Linked DNA regions of Mus musculus: region 2 is linked to region 1. A link is a contact called in public HiCAR-type data. All regions are on one chromosome and are shown on one strand. Each heading gives the region's core, a stretch centred on a gene start, on an enhancer-like site or on the middle of the called end of the contact. The rest is flanking DNA. Distances are from core to core; before and after follow the strand shown. Region 1 overlaps Efhc1 (EF-hand domain (C-terminal) containing 1). Region 2 holds the start of Tram2 (translocating chain-associating membrane protein 2).

Evidence for each region. HiCAR-type assays count read pairs that join an accessible place to other places.
Region 2: a HiCAR-type map of embryonic stem cells shows a contact between it and region 1, with 2.9 times the contacts expected there. The contact joins the promoter of Tram2 here to the enhancer-like site in region 1. A contact is called at or near these places in 10 of 39 promoter capture datasets (the 3T3-L1 cell line, the C10 cell line, the HPC-7 cell line and 7 more), 1 of 15 datasets of contacts at CTCF or cohesin (the NIH/3T3 cell line), 1 of 484 Hi-C or Micro-C datasets (uterus), 5 of 115 datasets of contacts at active chromatin or transcription factors (CD8 T cells, the NIH/3T3 cell line, embryonic stem cells and 2 more) and 3 of 9 other capture datasets (adipose tissue, liver and pancreatic islet).

The regions. Positions count from the first base shown.
Region 1 is chr1:20,972,059-20,976,292 of GRCm38.p6, forward strand. Efhc1 (EF-hand domain (C-terminal) containing 1) reads left to right here. Exons shown (of 11, transcript NM_027974.1): 6 at 717-937; 7 at 2,841-2,981. Among named protein-coding and RNA genes, the nearest start is that of Gm51618, 15 kb to the left of the region's middle. Within about 2 kb of position 2,698, at least 14 of the 459 cell types and tissues checked have an H3K27ac peak or open chromatin away from gene starts, as enhancers often do. A contact at or near this core is called in embryonic stem cells and uterus, where this site is marked.
Region 2 is chr1:21,076,806-21,081,245 of GRCm38.p6, forward strand. It overlaps Tram2 (translocating chain-associating membrane protein 2), which reads right to left and starts at 2,420. Exons shown (of 11, transcript NM_177409.3): 1 at 2,189-2,420. The coding sequence starts at 2,308.

The DNA of each region.
Region 1 (4,234 bases), core at 1,448-3,947:
TTATATGCCTCATATGACTAGGTATTAATTCTGTGGATCTTTGAAGTTTGTGATAATAGAAGAGGTGTAGAAGAGGGATTTTATGAAAAATATCTGGCATATTATTTGTGTATTCTCTCAAAGATTGGAAAAACACAGCCTGATGACCATCAATAGGTACTCAATCCTTAACCAGAGCCAGCCCTTAAAGTACTCAGCTCTCCACAGGGTCCCCAGTGAAGGAGCTAGAGAAAGGACCTAAGAGCTGAAGGGGTTTTCAGCCCCATAGGAGGAACAACAATATGAACTGACCAGTACCCACAGAGCTCCCTGGGACTAAACCACCAATCAAAGAAAACATATGGTGGGACTCATGTCTCTAGCTGTATATGTAGCAGAGGATGGCCTAGTTGGTCATCAATGAGAGGAGAGGACATTGGTCTTGTGAAGGTTCTATGCCCCAGTATAGGGGAATGCCTGGACCAGGAAGCAGGAGTGGGTGGGTTGGGGAGTAGGGGGAAGGGGGAGGCGGGAGGGGATAGGGGATTTTAGGAGAGGAAACTAGGAAAGGGGATAACATTTGAAATGTAAATAAAGACAATATCTAATTAAAAAAAGATTGAATATGTCTGCTAGAATATAGGATTATAAATTAAAAAAAAAAGAGTACTCAGCTCTCATGTCAAGCTTTCTTTTCCTGTTTATTCTTTCACCCTTCCAACCCTGTCTCCTATTAGAGAATTTCCCGAAGTGTGTGCTGGAAATCTCAGACCAAGAGGTGCTGGAGTGGTACACTGCCAAGGACTTCATTGTGGGGAAGCCGCTCACCATCCTGGGGAGGACCTTCTTCATCTACGACTGTGACCCATTCACACGACAGTTCTACAAAGACAAGTTTGGAATGCCTGACTTACCACCAGTTGATGTGACCAAGAAGGAGCCACCTCCAGTAAAACAGGTAACGGGATAGAAGTCCCAAATATGGTAAGAATAAGATGTAGACACTGAAGAACTCCATAAAGATGGATGACTTCTGTATGATAGAAACTTAAAAAGAAGAAATACAGAGCCCATCACTCTATGAAAGTAGCCATGGTCTAGCGATAACCAAAGAAACATAGCATTAATAATGAGGTTTTATAATCTGCACAATTTTAAAGATTTTCAGTACCTAGTGTTTGTCTCATAAAAATGCAATTTTCTTATACTGTTCACAAGAAAGCCAGTTAGAATAACCTTTCTGAGGTGCTGTTTGTTGTCATTTTAATTCCTTAGAATATTGTTTATCTTTGGTCTACAAAATATGCTTTGAGGGCTGTAAAAGAATACGTGTTTTATGCAGAATGAAGAATGAGGTTGACAAAACTTATCTATCCATACTAGTAGAAACTTGTAAGGCCTGTAGAAAATAAAGTAAGTGTATGCATATTAATGTGGAAAATGCCCATAGCGTTTCTCAAGTGACCGAGTATCTACAGTTCTGAATATAACCGCTGCTTCTAAAGGCTAAGCAACAGCTGTCAGAATGGATACCGTATCAGTTGTGGGCACTGCTTTCCTTTGTAGGAGTGGGAAGGTATCAAGCAGGATGACCAGAGAACTTCCTTCTGATAGTCACCAGGCAGCTATAATAGTTACGTTTATAGCCAAGCTCACGTTAGTGTTAAGATGTTTTAATTTTTTTCCTATTTTCTTTTAGAAGCAAGGTTTCTCTGTGTAGCCTTGGGTGTCCTGGTTAATCTCTAGACCAGGCTGGCCTGGAATTCACAGAGATCTGCCTGCCTCTGCCTCCTGAATACTGGGATTAAAGGTGTGTACCACCACCGACTGACTTTTTTCAAGCTTTAAATCATGTACAAATCCAGATAACATACTATCTTACCTACTTCCATGGCATTAACTCAGAGGACTTTCTGTAGATTCAAGTGGTTTCCCCACTGCTTTTAAGTCAATCAGTCTCCCACATCTGGAAAGTATTTTTTCCTTTTTGTCTTGTTTTTATTGCTGGCCATCAAACCTGGGATGTTGCACATGATAGACAAGTCTTCTGCTACCTAGCTATATCTCTAGCTCTCTTAAACTACACAGAAGAGAAAAATATGGCATTACAACCCAACATTATAATACTATTTACTTTAGATGACTTAGCAATGTCTCTCAATTAACCTCTGTGTGTTCAGTGTAATAGAATGGTTAGAGGATGCTCTAATGTCCTTTCACTTTGCATACTGCTTGCCAGGCATGTTCAGAGGTCACAAACTCCCCCAGCTTTGGTTCATTTAGAAATACCTCTGTTTGTCCCTCATTTCTGAAGGACAGCTTTGCTACATATAGAATTCTCCATGGGCGTGCTTTCTTTCTTTTCTATGTTTTTAATGTTGCTGTGGTCTCTGTGTGTGGAGGTCAGGGGAGAATTTTTGGGAGTTGGTTCTTTCTTTCCACTGTAGATTCCAGGGTTCAAATTCAGGTCGAGAGGCTTCTGTGGCAAGTGGTTTCAAGTCGATGAATCACTCTGTGGGCAGGCCCTCTTGGACCATTTTTAAGACGGTTGTTTTAAAGCCATTGTCAAGCACACCTCCCTTGGATCTTCTTCAGGGATAACATCTGCTTATTTTTCTTTTCCTCTAAATGTGCCAATTTCCTAGCTCCTTAATGTGTCTTGTGACTTGCTGAGACTAAGATGTTTATTCATTTGTTTTTGAGACAAGCTCCAATTACACGGCCCAGGTTGGCCATAAACTTACAGTCCTCAGAAGTTGCTTTTGAGTGTTTCTGAGCTGGTTGACCTTTAAGAAGACACTCACAAGTGACCTCTAGTGGAATGTGAACACCAGGAGCTCCTCTTCTTGTTTTCTCTCCAGGAGTTGCCTCCTTATAATGGCTATGGACTAATTGAAGACTCTGCTCAGAATTGTTTTGCTCTCATTCCTAAAGCTCCCAGAAAAGATGTCGTTAAAATGCTGATGAATGACAATAAGGTGCTCCGCTACCTGGCGGCCCTGGTGAGTGCCTCTGTTAAGCAACTGCAGATGTGTATAACATAGTCATTTGTGTGTCGACAGACCTGTCCAGAGTCTATTTCCTGAACAGTAGAAACTGTCTTACTGATTTTTAGAACTTGATGTGATAACTACACTGGATACACTGTGTTAAGTATAAAAAGTTGAATTATACTAGTTTAACAGATACTGCCTTTTGAAAAATTTAAAAATTACTTTATGTGTATGAATGCTTTGCCTGCATGTGTGTTCATGCACTGTAGAGAGCAAGAAGCTGCTTGACCTGTCTTCCTCTAGGGATGTTGGGAATGTAGTTTACAACCTATTGATTCAGGCTCCACTCGTATCTCCCAGCATTTAGGTTTTGCCTCTTCCAGACTCTTTCCCCCTAAAACCTAGAGCACTACCTCTAAGCCATAAAACTCATCTTTTTACTTTACTAAGTGACTTCTCTGTTATCTTAGAGCCAAGCCAAATCCTGATGCTCACAGACTATTATATTTACCTATCCTTCTCCCTAGACCTTATCTTGAGAATTGCGTCTAAGTCAACAGAACCAACCTTATGGTCAAAGCCATATGTACTTTGAAAAGGACTTCAATGTAAACATATGTGAAGCTTTGTTGTACGCATGGGACTGAGTTAATTCTTATCAGAAAACTTTCTTCCAAAATTGTAGTGTGCTTAAATATGGCTAAAATAAATGAATTGGCATCAGGCTCTTGACGTTTTGACCCAGTACTGGTATCTGAGTTGGGCTGAGCAGAGTTTTATTGTTGCCTCTTTGTGGACCATTTTCCTGCTGTCCAGAGACCTGTAGGAACACCTCCCTCCCCATACACACAATATACCATGTGTGTGTCCTGTGCCATGAGGCCAGAAGATAGGTGTCAGGTCCTACAAGTGGAGTAACAGCTGGTTGTAGATGTTATGTCTTAGGGTTTCCATTAATGTGAAGAGACACCATGACCAAAGCAACTCTTATAAAGGCAAATATTTGATTGAGGGCTGGCTTACAGGTTCAGAAGTTCAGTCCATTCTCATCATGGCAGGAAGCAGTGTCTAGGCAGACATGGTGCTGGAGAATGAAAAAGTTCTGCGTCTTGATTCCAAGGCAGTCAACAGTAGACTCTCCCTTCTTCCCTGGGCGGAGCTTAAGCAAAAGTCCTCAAAGCCCATCCTCACAGTGACACACTTCCTCCAACAAGGCCATACCTCTTATACTGCTACTTCCCACCACAGGCCAGAGTCAAGCA
Region 2 (4,440 bases), core at 1,170-3,669, 100 kb after region 1:
CAAAATCTCTCTATAGTAGGTAGGAACAGACACACTCAGTATAGATCAAGATTCAGCTCCAGATACTGGAGATTCAAGGGAAAGCCCCCTTCTTCCTAAACCAGCTCTGACTGGTAAGCCCTCAAAGCAACTTCAGAAAGAAACATCTGCTCTCAAAGTTCCATAGGGCTAAAAGTACCACAGAAGAAGATGGAACTAGGAAGACGGGTGTGTTGGCACCTCAACCAAGTCCTTTCTACAGCCCTAGGGCTAATCCTAAGGAAAAGGAAAATGGCTAGTTTGTTTTTTTTTTCCATCACCTTAGTCCTTTCTCTGGCATCAGGTACTAGGAGTGACAATCCCAGAAGTTGTCAGTTTCCAAGGACTACCACTGATCTGAAGCAAAGCACTCCAGAAGGCTAGAGACAGGGAACAAAGGAGGCAGTACAAACTCTGTGCGTCTCTTTTTGCACAACACTAAGACAGGTAAAGCCCAAACTCTCAACAAAAGCTAGAGACACCACAGAGAGCCACAAGCTAAGCACAAGGCTCTGGCCAGCTGTGGAACACATGGCTATGAGGTTTATGATTGACACATGTGACGATCTGGCCCTAGCCTGCAAGAACTGGAGCATGACACTGAGAAGCGTCTTAGAATGGAGGACTGCACATTGACATGAGGCAAACGTGAAGCAGGGCAGGTCCCCTGCCTTCTCATTAAGCCACTATGTTAAATAATAACAAGGGTCCAGGAGCAAGAGACAGATTAGCTCTTTGGCTGGAAGAATGGCTTTTGTTGCGGATAAAACCTCAGCTTTAAGCTTTATAAATCACTGCATAAGGAAGGTTGGTTTTAATGGTTTCTTCAATGATGAGGAAACTGAGGTCGAGGGAAAATGTGAGTGGAGGAGAGGAAGAAAGTGAAGTGACAGAATTTCCAGAAGAATGTGGACACCAGCCCCAGTCCCAGCTTCTCTCCTGCAAACCCGACAGCCTAGCTACGAGCATGCATTCAGCTCAGACCCGGCTAACCCAAGAACAGCCCCAGCGCGAGGACAAGTTCTTCAGCCAAATAGGTCCTGAGTCGGTAACAGGGACATATGGGTAGATATGGGTAGATAAGGGAGATATGGGTAGATGCAGGGATAGACAAGTAACTCTTAAATGGTGCACCTTCTTACTACCCTGTAGAATGCAGATCAGGAAACTTACACAGAAGAGAGGATAGGAATGAGTGTTCTCAAGACCAGGCGACCCAAGCCATGGGACTGTCACCTATTACCTATGGTGCTCTGGAGACAATATATACTATAGTAAGTCCTTCCCACTTTTCAATATCACCGTTTTGCAGCACTCTGGAGTAGGGACCTCGGATTCTGACCCCTTAGTGGTTTACACAGACAGCTCTGAGGCCTACACCAGCACAGTGCTGAATCCAGGATCCCTTTCTCTGTTCCCACCCCACATCCCTGCAGCGACTAGGAAATCACCTTTCACAGAGAGTATCCCTCTACTGGCTCCTGCAAAGGGGATGAGGCTCTGGGTCCAGTTCACACAGATCTACAGGAACAGTTCAAAGTGCCAAAGGATATCTTAAAACTAGCCCTTTAGGTCATATTTAAAGAGAGGTTGGTAGCAGAAGGTCCCTCTGGGATGGAGCCAGGGCCACATGTGAACACCTGGAGCAAGCTCCAGAGGTTAGGATGAAGAACTTCCAGAAAGCCACAAGAGAGGTGGAGAGGGTTAGGGTCCCTTCCACTAGAAAAGCCTAGAAGATCTGGAGGCCCCCACTAGAGAGAAGGAGGGGGGATTGTGCAATTACAGCTGGTCTAGGAGTTTCCCACATTGGCACCAAGTCGCCAGAAAGGAAACCCCAACCATAGGGCCAGGAAGGCAGCTCTGCAATTGGTTCGAGGCCAGGTATGGGTTTCTGAGATTCAGATAGAGTTGTAGGATGTGGTGGGTGTCCAAGGGGGGCGACAGAGCATGGCACGGCCCGCACAGCTAGGAGTTAGGGGTGCTGTCTGGACTCTCTTAGGTCCAGGCCAGAGTGGATACAGTGCACAAAGCCAGAGGTGCAGATAACGTGCGGGACATCCCAGCCGGGCGCGCTCCAGCCCAGATGAGGTCCGGGAATCCCTGTCTGCGCCTCGGAGGACGGGAGTTAGGACCGCCAACCCCTGCAGCACCCCCTCCCCGCTCTACTCACCTCGAACATAAGCCCGATGAGGACGCAGAGCACCAAGCAGAAACCGATGTCTGCATGGTTGTGGATGATGAACTCCTGGCTGAAGAGCGGGTAACTTTTCGTCCTCCTACGGAAAGCCATGGCAGCGGGCGTTCACCGCCTGCGGGGGCCCGCACCCTCGCTCAGCAGCCCCAGCGAAAACTTCTCCGGCCCGGCCCGGTCCGCACGCCAGCCCCGCAGCCCAGCGCGGAACAACTTCGGGCCCCGCCCCCTTCCTCTGCCCGCCCCGCCCCGGCCTGCCGCCCGGAACCGCCCCCGGCCACAGCCCTCGCCCCGCAGCGGCTGCACAGGCGCGGGCCTCTAGCCACACCCCCTTCCTCCGTCCGCCCCGCCCCCAGGCCGCAAAGGCGCGCGCCTCTGGCCACACCCCCTTCCTCCATCCGCCCCGCCCTCAAGCCCTTTGGCCAGCGCCACCGGCCACGCCTCCTGGGCGAGCCCGGCGCGCCTAACCCTTGTGCCGCGCTCGCTACCGGTGCTTGCGGCTTCCACCGGGGGTACACTCTTCCGTGAACCTCGCTGAGACGCGGGAATGGAAGCCCTGTCCTCCGGCTTTGAGAGGAAGCGGCTCCCGAGCTGCTGGACAGGAAGTGGGCCGGGATCCCACTCCTAGCGCCCAGCTTCTTCCTCTGCAGGAAGGGCCCGGGGCGGGAAGCTTCGTGCCGGCCTGTGGACTGGCCCCAGCCCTGCGCTGGATCTTAAATGAATGCATGGCTACTCCTGTGTCTGAAGGATTGCACAGTGTAGGTTCAACCTCTCAGAACCTTCAGCAGCTACCCCAAGGCCTTGCCTTAGTAGAGCCTACTTTGCAAGGGCGTGCAGGTACCCCGCGTTTTACTCCTTCACTTAAAAGGCCAGGTACTGCCCAGAATTGGTTTTTCAGGGCTCACTACCTTCAATATTAATTGATCAGAAGTGGAAGAATAAACACTGAAGAAATAAAAAAAAAAAAAAAAAAAAAAAAAGATCCTCACCCAACGTTTCCATTTAATATTAAGTTTCAAAATTACTTCCGGAAGGACAAAAGGTCTTTTAAAATAAATTATACTAGCAAATATTGGATTTAATCCTGCCAGTAATGAAGGAACAAATAATCGCTTCTAAATGTACAGAAATGCAAAATGAACAGAGGACTGTTTAATTTCTTTTCTTTTTTTAAAATTAGTTTCACGGTTACGAGTTTGCAAAAATAGCAGTCTGAAGGTAACTAGAACTGAATGAAGTTCCTTAAAGAAATTTATCTCCTGTATTCTAAACTGTGCACTATTTAACAGACAGCCCTAGGGCTTCTAACTCCACGGGCGGGGCGGGGGGCATTAATGCCTATATTGGACTAACCTTTGTTTAAAGTTAAGACCGGTGCGTGCGTGCGTGCGTGCACGTGCGTACAGTTTATGACATATAGGGGCTGCACATGCATGAGCTCACATATTTATGTATTTTCGCCCCAGTGACCTCCGGTGTCAGGCCTCACCTTCCACCTGGTTTGTTCCAAGGTCTCTCTTTGTGTTGACTTTTCCACTAGGTAGGCCAGGCTAGCTGCTCCTCTAGCTCCTCCCATCTCCCAGTAGAAATGCCCCTTGTGGCCAACTTTTACATGGGTTCTGCGGATTCCAAGTCAGGTCCTAGTATTTGCACAGCATGGACTATCACTCACTACGCTGTCTCCCCAATCAAGACTCTTCTGAAATTCGGACCTAGCCTTGTAAAGAACTCTGGAGCACCTTGACTCTCAATGTACAAATGTTCTAATGGTCAATGATTTGTGGGAATTTCCTTCGCATATGTAATGGTGTCAATCTAACGTTTAATACTTGAGGCCAAAATCCATGGGAAACAGTAGAACTCACCACCCCTCCCATTTATAAATAAAACAGTCGAAAAAGCAGAGATGTTTTAGACATTGCTCTTGCAGCTGATAGCTCTTCCCTTTGCAGAATAGTTGAACAATAAGACACAAGATTCTAAGATGTATGTTTGATGGTGCATCACATTGACAACTGCCGAGGGAGCACCAAAAGCTTCCTTCAGCCATCACAGCCATTTCTAAGTCCAGGTTGCCCAGGCCATCTTTAATACAAACAATGGGTTAAACACTTCCCAGTGCTTGCAATACACACTCTTAATACTAAGAATTGACAGCATCCTGCATTTTGCAGGAGTTTTGCAAGCCCATTCCCAGCCTTTCTTATTCACTCAGCCACAGAGTCCTGTAA